2 separate regions of the Sus scrofa genome follow, and region 1 is linked to region 2. Evidence: chromatin contacts called from public promoter capture Hi-C data. All regions are on one chromosome and are shown on one strand. The core of a region is the stretch at or near the end of the contact, and the rest is flanking DNA. Distances in the headings are between cores, read along the strand shown. Region 1 holds the start of FAM96A (MIP18 family protein FAM96A). Region 2 holds the start of SNX22 (sorting nexin-22).

The links. Promoter capture Hi-C pulls out the DNA fragments that hold promoters and counts their contacts.
Region 1: a contact with region 2 is called in a promoter capture Hi-C map of fetal liver, with 2.6 times the contacts expected there. The contact joins the promoter of FAM96A here to the promoter of SNX22 in region 2. A contact is called at or near these places in 1 of 5 promoter capture datasets (fetal liver), 12 of 47 Hi-C or Micro-C datasets (blood, fetal heart ventricle, fetal liver and 5 more) and 2 of 2 datasets of contacts at active chromatin or transcription factors (alveolar macrophages and skeletal muscle).

The regions. Positions count from the first base shown.
Region 1 is chr1:107,947,696-107,954,273 of Sscrofa11.1, reverse strand. It overlaps FAM96A (MIP18 family protein FAM96A), which reads right to left and starts at 2,656. Exons shown (of 4, transcript XM_021093923.1): 1 at 2,362-2,656. The coding sequence starts at 2,485. SNX1 (sorting nexin-1) reads left to right here and starts at 4,354. Exons shown (of 15, transcript XM_021093910.1): 1 at 4,354-4,628. The coding sequence starts at 4,470.
Region 2 is chr1:107,893,886-107,900,630 of Sscrofa11.1, reverse strand. It overlaps SNX22 (sorting nexin-22), which reads left to right and starts at 3,075. Exons shown (of 6, transcript XM_021093895.1): 1 at 3,075-3,225; 2 at 3,598-3,681; 3 at 4,087-4,191; 4 at 5,712-5,806; 5 at 6,471-6,538. The coding sequence starts at 3,151.

The sequences.
Region 1 (6,578 bases), core at 1,407-3,906, 54 kb before region 2:
CTGAAATTAAATTTCACCCCTTTAAAATTCTCTACTTTTCTATTGATCTGGATTTATTTCTTTAGAAAGAAAGCAATGTTGCTCTCCTAATATTACTTACTCCTTTTTGACTAAAATTCTTCTATGGCTTTGAACTAATATTAAATTCTTCAGGGAGTTTCCGTCCTAGCTCAGGGGTAACAAACCTGACTAGGATCCTTGAGGATGTGGTTCGATCCCTGGCCTGGTTCGGTGGGTTAGGGATCTGGCATTGCTGTGAGCTGTGGTGTAGGTCGCAGACACCGCTAGGATCCTGTGTTGCTATGGCTGTGGTGTAGGCCAGCAGCTGTAGCTCCAGTGAAACCCCTAGCCTGGGAATTTCCATATGCCTCGGGTGTGGCCCCCAAAAAAGCCAAAAAAAAAAAAAAAATTTTAGTTTATATTTAAACTTTCAGCACCCAATTCCAATCTGCTATGCATAAGTTTTGACCAGACCTTGACTTTTAACCACAAACCCTGCCTGTCATTCGCTAAACAAGTTATTGTCTCACTTCCATAATTTTGCTCCAGTTTCCTCTGCTTAGCATGGCCTCCACTTTTTCTTCTCTCTTTTTTTTTGGGGGGCCGCACCCACGGCATATGGAGGTTCCTACACAGCCACAGCAATGTTGGATCCGAGCCACGTCTGCAACCTACACCACATCTCACAGCAACATCGAATGCTTCACCCACTATGCACGGCCAGGGATTGAACCCACAACCTCCCGGTTCCTAATGGGATTCATTTCCCCTCTGCCATGACAGGAACTCCATATACTCTTTATATGTCCAGATCCTACCAATCCTTCAAGGCCCAATTCAAGTGACTCCTTTTTTTTTTTTTTTTTTTTTGTCTTTTTTTTTTTTTTTTTAGGGCTGCACCCTCGGCATATGGAGGTTCCCAGGCTAGGGGTCAAATCGGAGCTGTAGCCACTGGTCTACGCCACAGCCACAGCAAGGCCAGATCCGAACCTCGTCTGTGACCTACACCACAGCTCGACAATCCTGGATCTTTAACCCACTGAGCAACGCCAGGGCTGGAACCTGCATCCTCATGAATAGTAGTCAGGTTCTTTTCCACTGTGCCACAACTGAAACTACCAAGTGTCTCCTTAAAGTCTCTCCTTCCTCTGAATTTCTGTATCTCTCGTACAGTCTTTGGCCTTCTTTTGCATATGATTTTTAAGTTACATTTTTGCATTTATAAAGGCTCCCCTCAACAAAAGTGTGAGGACAAAAACTCTCTTTCAAAGTTGTATCACCAGTGCCCTGTTGTCCCTAGATGCTGGAGATAGAGATCTGACAGGACAGGAATGTGTCCATCTGCCTTGTGGAGATCATTCCATTCATAATTATCTCCTCATTGGGGTTAAGTCCTGCCTCTAGCAATAGGTAAACTAGATTAGCTCCAAATGTCTTTAACATCCCTGGCTTCTTTCTACTGGTCTATAATCCTTACCTGCATATTTGCATTCTTGCAGTTTTACCCTGGTTACCAGGAATTGCCGAAAGTTAGACCAGTCTTTTTAGTTTTCAAACACAATACTAGAAAATCCCCAAAAAAGGTAAGTCATAAAGCAAAAGTGCACTAAGTTTGGAATCAGAAGATTCCAAACTTAGTGATTGGTTTTTGGTGTTTCCTTAACCAAAACTTTGGTTTTGGTGTTTCCATGGAGTCAATGTGGCCTCCAAGTAGTTGCTTAACCACTCTAAACCTTTGTTTCCTCATCTGTACAGTGAAGACGGTTCCAGGGTTTGAAAAGAGTCTACCTGCATCTACATCTAAAACTCTGTGTGTGGTTTGCTTTTTTGTTCTTCTTTTGTTTTTGCATTCCAGGCTTAGCTGTGTGGAAAAAAAACAAAAACAACAACAACAAAACTTAAAGTTCAAGGCTAGGCTCTCAGGAACCTCTGGCTATTGCCTATGCAGAAAAGAGTAGCTGTGACCTTGAGCTAGTCCTCAACTCCACCCAGCAATGCCCTCGGCGGTGGCAGGATTGTGTGTCCAGGGGCTGGAGATAGGAAGCTCAAGTCATGCAATCAGGCCAGCTTTGCTTCCTAACCAAGCATCCTAGACTCCTGCTCTGCCCAGATGTCTTGAGATGGCCACTAGAACGTGAGGCAGACAAGAAAATTGAAGCATTTGAGACTCAGGGTTCGACTTGCCCTAGGTTTAGGAAGAACCTTATAAAGACCACATGCCCGAAAAACTTGGGACCCGGGAGAAAAAGCTTTCCATGCTCCCAGAAATCCGGCAAAAACCACTCCCACTCTCAGGTGAGGCCCAAGTTACCCCCGCCTCCATATATACCGCCAAACACTGCCCTCGGTAAAATTATTTACCATAAACCTCTAGCGCTTTCTCTTCCATGATCCGGGGCTGCCGGGCAGCTCCGCGCTCAAAGAGGCCGGAGAGCCACAGGACTCTGTTCAGCGTCCTGGAAAGCAGCCCGGACACCCGCTCCATTCTCACGCTCCGCCATCCCTGGCGACTGTCCCACCCGAGCCACCGTCTTTCAACAGCGAGCTTCACAATTTATCAACTTCCTGATCTTCAAAGGGGCCAAGACAAGCCTAAAAGGTCCTGGGCAGCAGAGACTAGGCGGGACTGGACGGAGTAGCGCGAAGGATCTAGGGAAAAAGGCTGCACGGACTACAAACCCCAGCATACTTTGCTCGGCTTTGGCGGACAGGAGGGGCGGGCGGGGGGGGGGGAAATCCCTAGAGGCACGTGAAGCGCGTTGTGTGCTGGGACGTATGGGCGTTTTCTTCGGAAGACGGAGAGCTGCATTATGGGAACTGTAGTTTCCCACGGTGGGGGGGTCGGGAGGGAGGTAACGTTTTGTTACCCATTACAAAATGCCTCACTCAGCGCTTGGATAAGCTAAGGATGAATACTGAAGAGGTAGGGAAAAGGAAATCTTGATTTCTAGTGCTGGAGGACGTCTACACGGAGACTCCCTACCGTTATTTCTCCGAGAGAGTGTCGCTTCCAGCCAAAGTTTTCTTAACGACTAGTCAGGCCGGAAGTGAGTTTCCGTTGCAGTGAAAGGACGTGTACTTGGATGGTTAGGCGTGGAGGGGGTTCCTTTTTGGTTTTGTCTCATAGGAACTCAGGCCAGCACAACTCCCAATACCCCCTGAATATTTCTGCCAGTTTCCCTCGAAGACAACTTAGAACGAGAGAGCTTTCCCCTGTGTCCGGTGTGTCTCACAGTGACATTAGAGATCGCAATCCTAAAAAGAACGTTCTAAGCCCTTTGGTATTGGTGGCTGTGATGATGCCAGTAACAAGGTTGATGGTATTAATTTTATCCATCCATCCTTCCAATCAAGTCTCAAACGTTTATTAGATACTTAATTTGCCAGACTTAGTCTATAGACGCGGAGGATACAAGATGGGACAGGACTCCCGCCCTTAAGCAGCTCACAGACCTGTGAGGGAGCCAACACCTGATGCTGAGAGATTTGCAGTTACAAACAAACTAAACCTTTTGTCAAAGTTGATGCCAAGTTTAGTATCATCTCTATTGAGAGGAAGGTCAGGATTTCTTGCTGAGTTATCCCATGATAACATATCCTATTTATCTTTAAAGATAAAATCTTATATAGCTGATTTAGACTTTAAGCCCACCAGATAATAGTGAATAGTTTAGGCCGCAGGAAAATTTGGTTCAGAGTTTAATAATTCCCCTGTCATCTGTTCCACTCCACTTACTCCACAGCAGTTGTGAGGATAATCCTAACTTCCTTGCGACCAAACTTAGCCCACTGAAGTCTCACCTCTTTGAGGCGTCCTGACTTCTCCAGGCAGAATTGATGATCTCTTACTATGCTCCCACAGCACATTATAGCACTGATCGTATTGAATTGTTAATTTACATGCCCGTCTCCCTCAAGCGCCTGGTGGGCAGAAGGAGCTTTATTTTTATATGTGAAACGCATAGCAGGGTGCGAGGCACAGAGTAGATGCTCAATATTTATTTCTTGAATGAACTAACTAAATGTCAAGAGAATAAATGGCGAAAATTGACTGCATATGTTGAGACCTCAACCAAAAATACTTATTAAATGTCTTTGAAGCCGCTGCGCTTGGCATGAGTTGGTGGCTGGTAGAGGTTTTCAGACTTTTTTCATCTCCTTAAGAAGTCTATTAGATAAAGCACAAAGAGCCACAGGAACCTGAGCGGCCCCTAGCTCCTCCTCTCTTGCTCCTCTGCTCCCTAGGTTAAGAGTGCGGGGTCGCGATCCAGGGCTTGGATTGGCTGGACAGGAGCTGCGAGCCGGCCCCCACCCCGCCCCGAGCGAGTACGCCCCGCCCCTTTTCCCCGCCCTGTGTGTCCCGCAGGGCTGGTGGCTGCCATCCCGCCTCCGCTCTGCTGGAACGCTTTGCTCGCGGCACTATCTCTCCATAAAGTTGTTGTTGCGGCTTCCGCCGCGGGTGGAGGAAGATGGCGTCGGGTGGTGGTGGCTGTAGCGCTTCGGAAAGACTCCCTCCCCCCTTCCCCAGCCTGGAACCGGAGTTCGAGGGGGCGACAGGGGGGTCGGAACCCGAGGCGGGGGACAGTGACACCGAGGGGGAGGATATTTTCACCGGCGCCGCGGCGGCCGTAAGTTCGCCCCCTTCGGGGCAGGCGGGCGGGCGCCCCAAAAGGAAAGGCTAAGCGAGTGCCGGGAAGGCTGGGCAGAGTGGGCCCGGCGAGACCTTGTGTTGGTGACAGTAGTCATGGCTTGGGTCCGGATGAGCGCAGAGACGTGAGCCCTGGCTTCCTGGACGCTGGGTGGACGGTGAGGAATGAGGGGTGTGGTGGCTTCTCTGCCGAGGTCCCTGACAGCGAAGAGCTGCCAAGGCAGGCATTTGGCCTTGCTTTGTGGTGACCCCACGAACCCCCGGGGCTGTTTTGCTGGTGGTTTCCTTCCGTGCTGATTTAATAGGTCAAGATAAAGAAAAGGGGTGCAGACTTTCCTTTTCCTTGCCTTACTGTTCCAGGGATGAATAATGTTATCTAGAATGGCCCAGGATAGTGGCCCGCCCACAGATCCTTTCCTTAGCTCAGTACTTCACCGGTAATTACTAAAGGCCCTTTCTGGATCTTAGTTTATGAGAGTTAGGCCGACTCCTTTGATGTCTAGGAAAATCTTGCCAGAGGTCGGTTGAAAAAAAAGGCCCTGCCGGTTTAATCACTACATAGACAGAAAGCTTTGTCCCTTTTAAAGGAATATGTTAAAATGCCTAAAGCCTTAGTGGGAGCGAATCTGTAAATTCAAGATGAAAATGGGGTTTCTCATAGTAATATCCGGGTTTCTAGAAAAAGTTAAGATATTGGGAAAAACTAATCTTTCTATGTGGAATATGGATATAAGTAGTCAGTTCTGGAACCAGTAGAGATGTTTTGGGCTGTTTTATAAGAACATTGATTCATAAGAACACTTGATCCAGTTAGTTGCAGGTTGAAAATTTCTTCAGTGTTAGGTCTGGATTTATGTATCTTTCCATCTTGGGTAATGCTTATCTTCATAGTAGCTACTTAATATAGGAGTGACTAAAAGAGCTTTATGTTCTTTATGCAAGTATGTGTCTGAAAAAGTTTGTCTCATTTATGTCAGAAAAGGTTAAGTTTCCGAGTTCCCTGGTGGCACAGTGGGTTTAGGATCAGGCATTGTCAATGCAGCAACTCGGGTCCCTACTGTGGCTCATGTTCTATCCCTGGACTTCCGCATGCTGTGTTGTGGCCAAATAAAAAGAAGAAGAAAAAGATTAAGTTTCTTGGCAGTATCTTTTGTGACAATCATTAGAATTTTCCCTGTACTGCATTTAGGAATTAAGTCCCTAGCTGCAGCTTAAAAAGTATTTGGTAGTATAACAGCTCAAACTGTCTAATGAAGTCTCTGTTACTCTGAGAAATAACTCTTGCTAATTTAGTCTTTCTGTATCCCCTATAAAACAAATCTTTAGTCTTTTCCTTCAGTAATAACTCTCATAAGCAGTGGAGAACTGCTAGTGTTGATAGCTGCTGAGATGGAGATAGACTGAACATCTGAAAATAGAGCCTCTGACTCTGAAAGTGATTGGTCACATAGGCAAATTATTGTTTATTTTTCAAAAACAACCCTGGAAGAATGAGGAGTTATTTTCTGGAGTTCTCTTAATAAGTTTAAGAGATTGTGATTTGATGGATGTCACCATATTACTTCCCAGGGACATGAATACTTTCTCTCCCTCTCCCTACCTCCTTCCCTCTCCCTGTCTCAGTCTCTCTCCTGTGAAAATACTTAGCCTAATTTCCAGGTAGGAGGAGAAGAGGGTAAGAACTTGTTCTACCACAGAAAGCTAACTTTTTTTTTTTCTTTCTTTCTGTTTAGGGCTGCACCCACAGTGTATGGAGGTTCCCAGAGTAGGGGTCGAATCGGAGCTACAGCTGCCGGCCTACACCACAGCCACAGCAACCCGGGATCCGAGCCATGTCTGCGACCTACACCACAGCTCAAGGCAACGCCAGATCCTTAACCTACTGAGCAAGGCCAGGGATCCAATCCGCAACCTCATGGTTCCTAGTCAG
Region 2 (6,745 bases), core at 1,826-4,325:
CCATGACCAGGAACCCAGGAGGTGAGGTGGCGGGGGGGACACCTCTGCCCCCTGCTCTGGCCTTGATCCTCATCTGCAGAGTGAGACCAGAGAGGCCTGGCTCCCTGGTGGGGCTGGTGTGGGCCTTTAAGAGACAGCTGTTTACATGACCCCCAAGCCAGGAGCATCAACGTCACCAGCAACCTCGTGCAACAGGCACAGTATCAGCCTCCAAGCTAGGCCAGTGCATTCGGGAAACCCGAGTCAGGGCCCTGTAATCTGAGCCTGGAATTTGGCTCAGTGTTCATATACTGAGCAGGCCAAATGCTTGAAGTAAACAGAAAACAAACTATTCCTTTGTAATAACCGCTTTGGGGTGTACACCATGTCATGCATTCCTCTTTATAGGAAAATGTTCTCCCTAAATTGTTTTATCCCCCTGAAGAGATAAATGTCTCCAGGTCAAGAATCTTATTTTTTTTCATTTGCATCTTCACTCACATAGGAATGAAATGCTGTGAAATAGGGAGCTGCAGATGTTTCACAAGTCAAGTGCATCAAATCTCCCTCTGTAACTGGGGATGAAAATCCACTGACTTGAGACTTCTTAAGAACACCTGAAAATTAAATAAACAAGGTGGGATGACAGTCTGCAGAGAGAGCGAGTTGTCTAACTCTGGGGGTGGGAAGAGGGTCCTGTTGTTACCCTCAGCTGGCCTTCCTATACAGCTTCAGCAACCCTTGCTCCCTTCCTACCTCTTTCCCAGGCTTTTCCTTCTCTTCCAAGCCTTTGCCCAACACCCCCTCCGCCATTCATTCATATAGTCTTTCATTCAACACGTGTTTGAGTGTCTACTATATATTTGGCACCCTGGTGGCGACCACTGACAAGAGACCACATCCCTGGTCAGATGGTACTGAGTCTGGGGCTGACTTGGGGAAACCAGGGAGACATACGATAAACAAAAGAAACTCCATATTGGGATTAAGTGCAGAGAGAGCGGGCTTTGAGAGGGTGGGCAGGAAGGAAGGCATCCTTAAGGAGGTGAGTTTTAGGCTGAGAATTGGAAGTTTTAGGCAAAGCCTATCAGGTGAACTGTCAGGAAAGAGTATAAATGTCCTGAGGTAGGAGTTCCCGTCATAGCTCAGTGGTTAACGAATCCATCTAGGAACCATGATGTTGCAGGTTCCATCCCTGGCCTTGCTCAGTGGGTTAAGGATCCGGCATTGCCATGAGCTGTGGTGTAGGTTGCAGACACGGCTCGGATCTGGTGTTGCTGTGGCTGTGGCTCCGATTTGACCCCTAGCCTGGGAACCTCCATATGCCGCGAATGCGGCCCTAGAAAAGATTAAAAGACAAAAAAATAAATAAATAAATAAAAATAAACTAAATGTCCTGAGGTAGAAAGAGCTCATTAGGTTTGAAGAACTGGAGGAAGGTCCCTGCTACTGGAGCCCCATTGCACAAGACTGGAGGAGAGAAAATGAAATGAGAGATGGTGGCTGGGCCAGGTCGTTTAGAGCTCGAGATAGTGTGGGGAGGGTGGCTTTCGTTCTCAGCACAATATGAAGCCTTTGCAAGTTTTAAGCAGGTGCCTGGACAGTTTGTGCTCTAGTGGAGAGGGAGTAAGGCAAGGAAAAGCAGCAAGATCCCTTAGGAAACTGGCAGTTTTCTGGGTGGTGGGGATAGAGACGGAGGGCAGACCTTCAGTAGGCTGGGTGATCAAGAAGTTTAGAGGTCTGAGGGCCCAGGAGAGGACTTCCCAGACAGCAGACAAGGAAAGCAGGGCCCCTGTGGGGCTCTATAGACGTCAAGGGAGGAAATGAAAGCTCAGCACTTCTCCTCATGGGGGGTCATTTCCCTTCCAGGAAGTTTCAGCTTCCTGATTCTGGAGCCCTTGTGAGATGGAATTTGGGGGGAAAAGTGGGGGGGACATAGTACTGGCGAGACCTGCCTGCCTCCTTTCGGGTCATCCTCTCAGCCTCTCTGTGGGGGCAGAGCTGGGAATGGAGAGTTTCTGCTCCAGCTCAGAAGCACCTCTGCACTAGCAGGGGAGGGACTGACTTGGTATCCCCCAACCCCAACTTCTCAGGTGCTCTGCTTCTTCCTTCCCACCATAGAGGAGTCAGTGGAGTGGAGGCCTATGCTGGATGAAACAGCTCCCTTATGGCCATAGCCAGGGCAGGGGTAGCTGTGGCTGAGGGATGGGGGCAGAGGCCCCTCTCAGGAGGTGAGAGTTCTGGATTAAATCCTGCCGCATATTCACAACAGCTCTGTCAGAAGAGTGGGCAACATCAGCCCGGCGCCACCTCCCACAGTCCCTCTCCCTACCAGGTTGTCCTGTACACCAACACCACCCAACAATGTCTCCAGGACAGGCCCACAAACTGCGATTTTTCTCAGCATCTGCTTTGCTGAGGGCTTAGCAGGAATCATCTCAATTTTCATGCCCTCTCCTGAGGGAAGCATATTATCCAGATTTTGCAATGCGCACAGGCCTACTGTGCTTTCCACAATTGGGGAAATGCAAGGTGTCTGAATTTCCTTGAATTTGGTCCCTAAACTGCCTCTCCCCGACCTGATGCAGCTTGGGCTAAAAGACGAATGAATGGAGGAACGGATTTTTAAAATGAAAGAATGGAGTGGGCCTATGAGTGCTGGGGCGGGGAACATCAAAGCCAGAGTGCGACCAACTTTACCCCAGCACGCTCCCGGGGTATAGGCTGAAGTTGGAGTAAAGTGGATTGGAAGGGGGGCAGCCTGACCCCGGGGAAGGATGTGAGGAACGCCAAGAAATGTCCCTGGTTGGTCTGTGCCCTGGCTCCCTCCTTGTCCAGCCGTCCACGGGCCCTAGCCCTTCCTGCGGCTCAAGAGCAGGTGAAATTTTGGCTTGCCCCCATTCCTGGTCATCAGTGGGCGCTCAGCGAGTGTGGACATAGTACTAAACGGATGACTCTCTGTCGAAGAGTCCCCACGCCCTGCGGCCCAACTAGGCTCAGGGAGCGGCTCTAGCCTCCCGTCGCCCCCACCCCGGACCTGGTCTAATCAGCCCCCGGCAGGACCCGGAGGCAGGAGGGAACGCCCGGGGCGGGGCTAACGTGGGGGCGGGGCCAGCCACACTGGGGTCTCCAGTCCGCCCCGAGAGAGTTCCGGCGGCAATCAGCGCGCGGATGCTGCAGGTTCACATCCCTTCTGTGGGACCCGAGGCCGAGGGGACCCGGCAGAGCCCCGATAGAGGGCACATGGTGAGCGGGAGCACTGGATGGGAAGGGGTACAGGGACCCGCCAGATTTCCCTGCGCCGAACGCAAGGGGACCCCGCTCCTGGGGCTCGGGCGTCCGAACGCAGCGGGCCAGGCTGTCGAGGGCAGCTTCGTAAGGGTCTCCGGGCCGCTCGGATTTGCCAGCCCCGCGGACAGTGGTCCTGGCCCTTGAGGGGCTCACCGCATGGAGCCGAGTCCCCGAGTGTGTGCGAGCGTGGGAGGGTCCCTGAAGAGCGGAGCGCTCCCGCCGCTTTGTGCCTTTGAGGGCGGAGGGTGGGCGAGTGGCCGGGCAAGGGTCCAGCGGCGCCCTCCCGTCGGCCTCATGCGCACCCGGCTGCCTGCCCGCGCCCGCCAGGTGTTCCGAGTGGAGGTGCTGTGCCGCGGGCGCAGACATACCGTGCAGAGGCGCTACAGCGAGTTCCACGCGCTGCACAAGCGGGTGAGGCAGCAACCGACCGACCGACCCCGCCCAGCTCCTGCCCACCCTCTGGGAGGCGGGCAGACGAGCTGGCAGGCCCCAGTCTCTGCCATCCCCATTATCGCCCCAGGCCCTGAAGACCCCTGCGGGCTGCGGGATGGGCGCAAAGGGGCAGGTCCCAGCCTCTGTTGTCCGTGCCCTGGCGCAGCCAGCCCGCTGTCGGGCGTTTTGGGGGTGAAGGGTCAGGTTGGGGCGCCTCTCGCCCTTGTCCCATCCACCATTCACCACGCGGGTATGTCTCAGGATAGAGCCTGAAGTTTGGGAGTGCAGGCATGGCGGGGAGGACTGGAAAGGGGTCTTGGCTAGGATGAAATGAGCATGAGGGCTGGGTCGGGATGCTGTGATCGCACCTCGGTAACCTGGCAGATCAAGAAACTATACAGAGTTCCCGACTTCCCCTCGAAACGCCTGCCCAACTGGAGGACCAGAGGATTGGAGCAGCGGCGGCAGGGCTTGGAGGCCTATATCCAGGTGTGCGTGCGTCTCTCTCTGTTGCCCCCCAGCCTGCTGCATGCAGAGGTGCGGGGCATGGGGTGAAGGATCCCACATTTGGGGCATTTTGTTTGTTTGTTTTTGTGTGTTGGGCACACCTGTGGCATATGGAAGTTCCGAGCCACAGCTGCAGCAATGCTGAATACTTAACCCACTGTGCCAGACTGGGATCAAAGCTGCGCATCAGCAGCCTCCAGAGCCACTGTAGAGATAATGCTGGATTATTAACCTAATTGGGCCACAGTGGGAACTCTTGGGGCCTGCTATTTACTACTTCAAATTTCCAAACAGTAATGGGTCCAAACATACCTGTGAATTGGTAGGACTGAGTGAGGTAATCAGGAGGCAGGTGGTCCCAGTTAAATGAAAGCTAGTTCTCATCTCCAGGGTGAGATCCTGTGCTGCCCTCCTGATATAGGGTGGAGATCCTCCCTCTCCTTTCCCACATGGTTATGCGACATTACAGGCCAGGCTGGCTTCATGAGCCAAGCTGTGTAGTCATCCAGGGCCAGTGTTTGGGAGGGCCCCAAGCTTGGTTTAATGCTCTACTCTCACTGTCCAGAAATACTTTTTAAAATGTTTTTCCGGAGTTCCCGTCGTGGCGCAGTGGTTAATGAATCCGACTAGGAACCATGAGGTTGCGGGTTCCATCCCTGCCCTTGCTCAGTGGGTTAAGGATCCGGCTTTGCCGTGAGCTGTGGTGTGGGTCACAGACGCGGCTCGGATCCCGCGTTGCTGTGGCTCTGGCGTAGGCTGGTAGCTACAGCTCCGATTAGACCCCTAGCCTGGGAACCTCCATATGCTGCCGGAGCGGCCCAAGAAATGGCAAAAAGACAAAAAAAAAATTTTTTTTTCCCATTATAGTTGATTTAGGGTGGTCTGTCAGTTTCTACTGTACAGCAAGGTGACCCAGACTCTCTCTCTCACACACATATATATGTATATATTCTTTTTCTCACATTGTCCTTCATCATGTTCCATCACAAGTGACTAGATATCGTTCATTGTGCTATACAGCAGGATCTCATTGCTTATCCACTCCAAAAGCAACTTTGGGGAGTTCCCTTCGTGGCGCAGTGGTTAATGAATCCGACTAGGAACCATGAGGTTGCGGGTTCGGTCCCTGCCCTTGCTCACTGGGTTAACGATCCGGCTTTGCTGTGAGCTGTAGTGTAGGTTGCAGACGCAGCTCGGATCCAGCGTTGCTATGGTTCTGGCGTAGGCTGGCAGCTACAGTTCCGATTAGACCCCTAGCCTGGGAACCTCCATATGCCGCGGGAGCGGCCCAAGAAATGGCAAAAAAGACGAAAAAAACAAACAAAAAAAAGCAACTTTGCCTCTATTAACCCCAAATTCCCAGTCCATCCCACTCCCTCCCCCTCGGCAACCACAGAAATTCTTTATCATTTTGGAAGGCCCCCCACGTTTTCATTTTGCACCAGGCTGCACACATGACACGGCAGAGTCTGATTACGGGTTTTCTCTGTTCTCTTCTCCAGGGCATCCTATACTTGAACCAGGATGTGCCCAAGGAACTACTGGAATTCCTGAGTCTTCGGCACTTCCCCACAGACCCCAAGGCCAGCAGCTGGGGGTGAGCACCTCTAGGGACCATGGCTTGGCATGAGAGGAGCCTCAGAGTTGGGGGGACAGGGGCTCTCTGCAGCCAGCGGGTGAGGAAAGGCTCTAGAGGCCGAGCCCTTTTCCCTCTCACATCTGCCAGGCCTGGTTTTTCCTCTTTGAGACATGACCTCCCTTGTTGGCTTTCATGACCCTGGTGGAGGGGCTGTTTTCTGGAGAGTGTTGGTTACACCAGCTGCCTCCGGAACTGAGCTTGTTACAAATAGCAGTGGTCCCCTGGGAGGTGAGGTTCTGGGCTTCCGCAGGTTCACCCTGCCTTCCTCCCTCAGGCAGCTCACAGCCTCTCTCCTTTTCAGCACCCTGGGGCAGCTCCTGCCTGACAACAGCAGGCAAGTCAAACACCCTGTTGGCACTGGGCTTCTGCTGCCCTCTCGTGGCCATGTGCTAGGGGATGTCCTACTTCCCATTTTCCTTTTTTTTTTTTGAGACCTATCACTGCTGTGTCTGGCTGTGAACTCTTGCTACTGCAGAGACAATACTGGCTCCTTAACCCGATGTGCCACATCGGGAACTCCCACTTGCCACTTTTCCTTGGTGGGTCCTTGGTGATCTCAGTCCTTACTCTGAGGCTTTGTTCCACCTACCCCTGCACTGCTCATGACCTCTTTTCCTTTTAGCTCACAGCTGTGCCACAGGCCAGTCATCAGCTTCTGCGTGGACCCTTACATTTGCATCCCCCCCCCAGGTGAGGCAGTGCCTCTGACCTGTAATCCACATTCTGGACTGAGGCTCGAGGGTGGGAGTGAGGGGGGAGCATTTCTCAGTTCCCAGGACCCCCAGGCAGCATCTCCCTCCTGGACACCTTTGGGGCCACACTGCCCTGCTTCCTGCTTTATATTCTCATCCAGGGAGCAAACTTGGTGAAATAAGGTTGGCTCCCCTGGTCTCCATT